Regions from separate parts of the Gossypium hirsutum genome. Here region 2 is linked to region 1. The links are chromatin contacts, called in public Hi-C maps. All regions are on one chromosome and are shown on one strand. The core of a region is the stretch at or near the end of the contact, and the rest is flanking DNA. Distances in the headings are between cores, read along the strand shown.

Region 1 (4,331 bases), core at 853-3,352:
TCTATCACGCATGCAACAATGGATTTGAAACCGTCAATTCTCATCCCTAAAATCTCATCATCATTTCAACCCTCTCCTCGGACAATCCCTAAAAATCTCAATATTTTCTTGTGTGATGAGATCAAGTTTGGATTATTTGATGTGTTGTGTCAAATTAAAATCCTCAAAAAGTGGGGAGAGACCCATCCAAATCCTTTAGAGTTTTAATTAAGAAAGGAGTAGCTACTATCCTCCAACACCCAGCCACAATAAAAAGAGGTGGTGTCAGAAATGGAGAAGTGAGGCAATCGAATGGTCTATATTTATATCCCCCAAAAACCCTAACTCAATCAAACCCAAAGGGCAAAATGAGTGAATCTGCCACTGCCGGCTGCCATGTGATTTGCTATTATTACCATATTTACATTATTATCATCTGCTTAAAAAACATGACCCACGTAACGCTAGAAACACCTTGTCACTTCAACCAACACAACAATCAACTTTCATGCACTACATTGCATTTGCATGCCTATTTCCTTTGTTGTCGGAATAATAATAATAATAGAAATAAAATAAAATAACAAGGAGCGTATTAATTACCTCAGCTTCGTTGGAGAGACCAAGCTTTCTAACCAGGTACTTTTTAACCATGAAAATCGTCACGTTCTCGTCCCTTTTTTTGATGTTTTCATTTTATTTAAAACAACAAAACAAAACCCAAAAAGAAAAGCAACGTCAGCTTTTTCTCACTCATTTTGCTGAACACCATCATTAGCTAGTTGAAAGATAGGAAAAAGAGAAAAACACACACACACACGACAGTGATACGATCAACTATTCACTGCTAACGTGCACCCACTTACTTCACTCTAATGTATGCCTTTGGTATTTGAGGCAGTGCTTCCCCGTTCCTGCCATTTCATAATGTAAATACCAATTAGCAACTAAATAGTACATTAAAGGCAGATTTAAATGGTAATTGCGCATGTATTATTTACAACAAATATGCGAAAACCATTACATCAACCCTGATTTAAATTAATATACGTGCATTAATTTCTTTCTATGGGATCATCATTATGGAGCAAGGATTTTTGTTCCTTTTATTTCCTTTCATGCCATTACTCAAATGATGTGTTCTTTACATCTATAAACTAACCCACTACCTAAAACAATAGAAAACCAAAAAAAAAAATCCTTTTTTCAGGTTTTGCTAAATGAAGAAAATTAATGTATGTAGGAAATGGAAAATGGTAGTATAGTACTGTGTAGAAAGGGAAGAAACGGAAAAATCTGAGAAAATAGATAAAAGAGGTTAATGATGAATTCAGATGAAGAAAACGAAACGTTGATGAGGGAATATAAGCAAAAAAAAAAAGATGGAGCATGTGAAAGAGAGAGCGTGCGATGTGTATTAATGATGGTCAGATTGAAAAAAGAATAGAGCTCACCGGTTGGTATATGAGTGAAGGGTAAACCACAAGCCAGAGTGGGGTCTGGTTCTTGGTATGTAATGATGGGAGTTATTGGGAACCGGCACTTGCCAGTCATTGAAGCAACCTGAATTCATGTGGCACGGCCACCACCATGCCATGTCATCGTAATCATCATCATCATCACCATAATCATCGCCTCCATCTTGATTTCGCCACACGGCCATCTGCCCATAATTGCCACCTTCATCATCATCTTCATGAGTCTCTGAATCTATTCCTAGACTTAAACCTAGCTCCAACCCTTTAGTACTATTACTACTACTACAACCAGGTGGCTTCTGCTTAGCTTTGAGATGTGAAGAAGCAGCGGCTGAAACTGGAAAAGGAACGGCAATGTTAGGGTTGGGTTGATGTTGCCCGTCATCTTGTTTCTTTGGTGCAATGCTAAACCCTAACCCTAACTCAAGCCATTCATTCTCTTCTGAAGATGGGCAGTTGTGAGTATCCTTACTGGTTCTCTCAGAATGCGAAAGATAGGCCATTTCCACCACCCACTTGTTGAGGATGTGTTTGGCAAATGTTAAAAATGAGGTAGTGTTGGTTTCACCCTTTTAGAAAACGGCAAACTTTGCCTGCAGCAGGTTCTAAGTTCTAACCACACTCACCCCCCAAATATTCACCCTCAAAATCAACCCTCATTTCTCGTATATATTCATTCCATTTATTTATATTTAATAATTTCAGAAAAAAATTATTTATTTTATTATTAACATGATATGTTCCGAGATCAATAATAAAAATATAAACTAACAACACTTCAAATACAGTTCTTATATTATATTTAAGATTGTATACATCAATCAAAACTAACAGTAAAAACTCAAGTAGACATGTCATGGCCGGTGAGATTGGACGTGAGTCGAATTATTTCCAATCCTATTGGTTCGGTTTGTAAAGAATTTATATTATTTTGATTTTTTTCAAATCTAATTAAATTAATTTTAAACATATTATTTAACTATGGATTGCATTATAATAAAATCAATTTACCATAGTTAAATAATATGTTTAACCATATGTTAAATTTAACATATTATTTAACCATATTTGCTCTTAAAATCAATTAGAATTGCATTTGGATTAGAATATTTAATTTCAAAATAAAAGAATAATGATAAATAAGAGAATATTAATACATCAATTTCATGTACTATCAATAAATAATAATATAATATATTATTATTAAATAAAATATAAAATAGTGAAAATTTTATAAATAAATACTAATAATCTTATTTTAATAGGATAAAAATAATTAATAAAAAATAAATACTAAACTTCAAAACCCTAAATCTCAATTATAAATCCAAAAGTTATTAATATATATTTTTAATAATTATAATTAATTAATATTTATTATATTTAAATAAAAATATTAGCATTTATTTATAATTCTTTCATTTAATAATGAGGTGTGCATGCATCAATAATTTATATTTGTAATTACAAATATTTTGGCGAAGGATTTGGTGATTATATTGGGTTGGAACTATATTAAAGTAAAATGACATTAGATGTTGAAAAAGAATTACAAGATTTAAAATTGACTTAAAAGAGAGAGAAAGTGTAGCCGTCGGTCAAGAGGTCATGATGATATATAGTATATAGTTGGATCCCTTGTTGTTGATGTGTTGTCTTAAAACTCCACACGGGGAAGTTACCCTATTCTTAGGGCGAATAGATTGCTCTTTTGTGAGCCCTCCATGCATCTCATGGTTTCATATCTTTCTCATGTCTCTACAGATAAAAGAAGAAACTATGGGTAGGATTGTGATTTTGTTGTTGGTTTCTGGTTTCTACATGTATCAGCACGCAACTCAAGACAAAATAATTACTAGTGTGTGTTTAGTGTAGGTGAAGAAGAAGATTTTGGGCTAAGCGTGGCTTTGCTTCTTGCTTTAGCCTTTAGTACGAATTGTAGCCATTGCATCGACCCATACCACAACCGATCCTACTCAACTTTGTCTTCCCTATAAAATCGGTAGCCCAGAGGCTCACCACTCAATCACCAGGTTTGGACAGGATTTGCTTTTGCTTGCTCTATACTTTCAACTTCTTTTTTCACAATTGTAAAGAGTGTGAAAGCAAGATACTAGCATGTTTAAATCACTATGCTTTCATTTGAGAAACTCAATTTCAGTTCAATCGTTTCTCAAATTATGGCTTCAGTAGTTATTTTAATTAGTCTTGAAAATTCTCCTTACTATAAACAATTGAGTCTGAAGTTGAAATTTAAATAAATTCATTTTTATAATAATAATGTTTTATATATATAAAGATCTTATTGATAAGCTTGTTAAAATCTGAATCAACCGAAACAAAGAGAGTAAATAGAGCTGACAAGTGTTGGACAGTGCTACAGCGAATTGCCAAGTAAGGAAGCTCGAAGAGAACAAAACGCTAAGAAAAGGGGGTAATTGGCAGAAATATGAAAGCATGGGTCAAAGTGGGGGCATATTGGTGCAAATTCAAGGGCTGAGAGGGACCGCAACCATGTTATATATATATGGAGTGTTATGTTCAACCAAGGATGGCCAAACCCACTGCCACCAAACATCGTTCAGCGTGTAATCTTTTGAGTAAAAACCATATGCATACATCAAGTTCCAATATAAGTCCTCCAACATAATCATGGCAACCGGACCTACTACACACCACCAATTATTTTTTTTATGAGCTGCAAAATATGATAAAAAAGGAAATACATTTTCAATGAATTTGGTTTCAAAATTTTATTTAAAATAAATACATTAATCCAAGCTCCCCCTTGCACCTAATATATCAAAGAAACCAACCCTACAAAGACGAGTTTGAAATTAGAAAGAATATGAATTAAGATTATAGTTTTTTTAG
Region 2 (4,331 bases), core at 523-3,022, 170 kb before region 1:
TTAATAATATTAATTTGATGTATTTATGTGTTTAAAATTTGTTTTACTTACAATTTAATCTAATTTTTATTTTAATATTGTATATATTTTATATGTTATTATTAATTAGTTTCAAATCATACATTTCATTATTTATATGGTATGCTAAAAAGATTATGTACCAAAATGGTACATCTAAAGAAGTGGAGGGTCGTGCATAGGCGGCACCACCCTAGAATTCTAACACATTTCAGTTAAAAAAATAATATTTTAATAGTGGTACCAAAGTGATAGGCAACATCATTTTGTTCAGCTAAATTGATAGGTGACAACACTTGTTGTATTTGACCCGTATTTTCTTTAAGTGCCGCCTATTAAGTTACATTCATCAGTTTTTTATTATTATTTTCAATCAAATTTGTCAGAATTCTAGGGTGGTGCCGCCTATGCATCACCCTCCACTTGTTTGAATGTACCATTTTGATACATAATTTTTTAAACATGCCATTTTAGTAAATTTTTTTATTTTATAATATATAGGTAAAAAACCCTAAATAATTTTATTCATTTAATAATATTAATTTGATGTATTTATGTGTTTAAAATTTGTTTTACTTACAATTTAATCTAATTTTTTATTTTAATATTGTATATATTTTATATGTTATTATTAATTAATTTCAAATCATACATTTCATTATTTATTGTATGTTATTTTTAAACACAAATCTATGTTCTAAATATGTGGTTTTCACATGTATACGCGTGTGATAAAATTTCTAATACTATTATAATGTGTTGGATTGAATTAGTGTCACCCATCAATCAGATTTGAACTTAATTATGAAATTACTAAAAATTTATTATTTTTAGAGCAATAAATATTATTTTGAGAGGATTTATGGTTTTTTTAATATTTTGATAATCTAGTTAAATACATGGGCATTAATGAGTTTTGAACTCAATGTATCATAAAATTTAGGTTAAAATATGTTGTAATTCCTTGTACTCTTTGTAAATTTAGAATTTAGGGTGGGTTTGGATGAGAGATTGGGTGCGGTGCGGTGCGTTTAGCTTACTTTTTATCTCACGCTACAATATTGCTACAGTATCTAATCTCACTGCCACCGCTGTTTTTACACTAACCGCAGGTAAACGCACCGCCTATCCAAACCCACCCTGCAGTTAGTGTAAAAACAATGGTGGCGGTGAGATTAGATATTGTAGTGATACTGTAGCGTGAGACAAAAAGTAAACTAAACGCACCGCACTGCACCCAATCGCCCATCCAAATCCACCTTTAGTCTCTCCACTTTTTAGATTTCAAAATTAAGGTCAAACTGTTAACCTTACTAAAATTATTTTATTAAATTTAAATTCATTATAACGTCATTTTTTTAGTTATATAGTTGTTAAGTGAGTATCTTTTTATTATTTTAAAACGTCACACCAATAATTTAATAGTGTGATAAATTGGATTTGAAAATGAATTTTAAAATCGAAAAACTAGAGAGACTAAATTCTTTAAAATAAATTTAATCTAAAATTTATCATCTAAACCCTTTTCTAGTTTTTTAATTTTCATCATATTTATGTTTATGTTTGGGATTCGTAATTACCTTTTTAACAATAATGACAAACCTTCTATTGTTAATATAATTTATCATCTTAATTATAGTATTTGAATTAGTGCTATATCTTAGAGCCATAATTTAATATAATATTAATTGCTTTAACTTCAGAAAGCGACATGCAGTCCAGTAAAGGTCGACTTGTAGATCTAGGTGTGGCGCCTAACATCTCGGCGTTATGGAAGATCTCACTTCATCCTCAACTCCATTCCCATTCCCATTCACAATAAAAAAAGCATATATCACTTATGATTGAAGCAGCTGTGATTGGATTCAAGCTCTTTTGCCCATGTATTCCAGCCCATCACACTCTGTCTTTCTCGTATGTCATCCTATTATATTCATTTCCTATTAAAGTTATTTTTTATCTGTACTACAAATTTTGATATTACCAAATCTTTCCCTCTCTCATCCACGTGCTCTCTCACTCTCCATCTCTCAATATATACACATATATATGAATCTCTTCTCTCCCACTAAAAGAACGATCAGATGTACTTCTTGTTACCACTTTTAAACAACCCAAGCAAAAGGAAAGAGTAGCTTTTTTATATTTCCAATCAAATCTAACGCATACTTTCTCTCTGTGCACTTGTTATTCTTCTACTACTAGTAGTAGTAGTTATTGAGGTAAAATGGAGAAATATGAGGTGGTCAAAGATTTGGGAGCCGGCAATTTTGGGGTTGCTCGACTTCTCAGACACAAGGATACCAAGGAGCTTGTTGCTATGAAATATATTGAGAGAGGTCACAAGGTTTGGTTCTTTAATGTCTATTATCTCTCTCACTTGTTCTTGCATTTTTTGGGTATTATTAAGCTTGAATTGACTTCATCACTTCAAATCACGTTCTTCTTTCTGTCTCTTCCTTTTGAATGCCAAACCAGTTCATTGAAAGCTTAGCTTAGCTGTGTTTGTTTGCAGATAGATGAGAATGTGGCAAGAGAGATTATCAATCACAGATCTCTTAGACACCCTAATATAATCCGGTTCAAGGAGGCAAGTATCGTCTCTTGCTTCATTTCCCTTTTAAAAAATTTGGGATGTTTCTATTTTTGATGGGATATGAATGCTGTAGGTGGTTTTGACGCCTACCCATTTAGCAATTGTGATGGAGTATGCTGCTGGTGGTGAGCTCTTTGATCGGATTTGCAGTGCTGGTAGATTCAGTGAAGATGAGGTCCTTTTTCTGTTTCTATTTTTATTCTTTTCATTCCCACTTTTTTTTTTTTTGGAAACAAAATTTATTTTAGTGCTTACTTGTTGTATTTCTTCAGGCTAGATATTTTTTTCAGCAGTTGATCTCTGGTGTCAATTACTGTCACTCCATGGTAATTTAAACTCAAAAAAATGAAACCTTGATGTTTCTTAGTGTATGCCAAATGCAATAACTAAATCTACTTATTGTTTCCATGTTCCTATTCTTGTTCGCAGCAAATATGCCATAGAGATTTGAAATTAGAAAATACCCTTTTAGATGGAAGTCCTGCACCTCGTTTGAAAATCTGCGATTTCGGTTACTCTAAGGTTTGGGAATAATTATATATAGTCCATCTTAAATGTCAGTTGCTTTATGATTTTCCAATCATTAAGTTGTTTTTTTTAACACTTGGTGTAGTCATCTCTGTTGCATTCAAGACCCAAATCAACAGTTGGAACTCCAGCATATATAGCACCGGAAGTTCTGGCGCGGCGAGAGTATGATGGAAAGGTATTATTTCAACTGTATAAAAAATAAAAGAAGAAGAAGAAGAAGAAGAAATATCTGTGTGAAATAAAAATATCTAGCTGAGCATTCTATTGATCTGGTGTGCTATTTTTGCCTTTGAAGCCTAACATGTGACCACAAATATCTAATCCAAAGATTTTTAAATGCATGATAGTATCTATTCTTCCACTTCTTGGATTTTCTCATTTTTTATTCGATTTATTACTTTAAAAATATAAGAGATGTGATGAAATGCATTTTGTAGTTGTCCTTGTTTATGAAAGTTTGTAATATCTTATACATGTTGGAAGGGATCAGGTTAATTCTCACATGCTTGTTATAGTCAAGTACCTTTTTCATTCTCTTCTTAATTTGACATCCATCTCTTAATATGTTAATAGAGAGAAATTTTGAGCATTAACCAGACAATTATTATATCATGCTTTTCTGCAATTTAAAGTTCTTTGTGGCTGCGTTTTATTAGGTGATGATATATTAGACGCTTGTAGTAGCCAAAGCTAAAATTAGCAGACCTTGTTTGGAAACTGATTCATCCCATAAATGGTGATTGTAAACTGTGTGAAGTTCAAATTACTAATTAGTAATTGGCCTTTGTATGTGAAATAACTGTCCTTTCGGATCTGCACTTTATTGTATGTTCTGCACAAGGTGGGATTGTTGGGTTGGTTGTTACTAGGGGTAATGAGTTTTGGCATATGGATATACAGATCTGTGTGTTTGTGTTCGTCAGCAATGAGATACAGCTTAATTGGTATATGAAGAGTTTCCACAAGAAATGCTTAAAGCAATATTGCTTCCATTTTTGTTATGGACTCACCAAGTATATGACTGACATAACATTAATGTTCTAATACTTTATACAGTAAGGAAAATTGATTATTCATAATAGTTCACACTTCAACCCCGGCCCTTCTTACATTTCCTGCTAATTTGATGTATATATTCTATAATTCTAAAACTAATAAAGTCTAATTAGTAGCATATAAAAGTATT

Evidence for each region. Hi-C and Micro-C count contacts between places; a contact is called where the count stands out from the background.
Region 2: a Hi-C map of leaf shows a contact between it and region 1, with 2.3 times the contacts expected there. The contact joins the promoter of LOC107914481 here to the promoter of LOC107889823 in region 1. A contact is called at or near these places in 2 of 34 Hi-C or Micro-C datasets (both in leaf).

Annotation. Positions count from the first base shown.
Region 1 is chrD10:17,654,959-17,659,289 of Gossypium_hirsutum_v2.1, reverse strand. It overlaps LOC107889823, which reads right to left and starts at 2,102. Exons shown (of 4, transcript XM_041102140.1): 1 at 1,434-2,102; 2 at 846-893; 3 at 583-655. The coding sequence starts at 1,960.
Region 2 is chrD10:17,823,804-17,828,134 of Gossypium_hirsutum_v2.1, reverse strand. It overlaps LOC107914481 (serine/threonine-protein kinase SRK2A), which reads left to right and starts at 1,772. Exons shown (of 10, transcript XM_016843405.2): 1 at 1,772-1,932; 2 at 2,227-2,365; 3 at 2,534-2,608; 4 at 2,688-2,789; 5 at 2,887-2,940; 6 at 3,044-3,136; 7 at 3,228-3,320. The coding sequence starts at 2,246.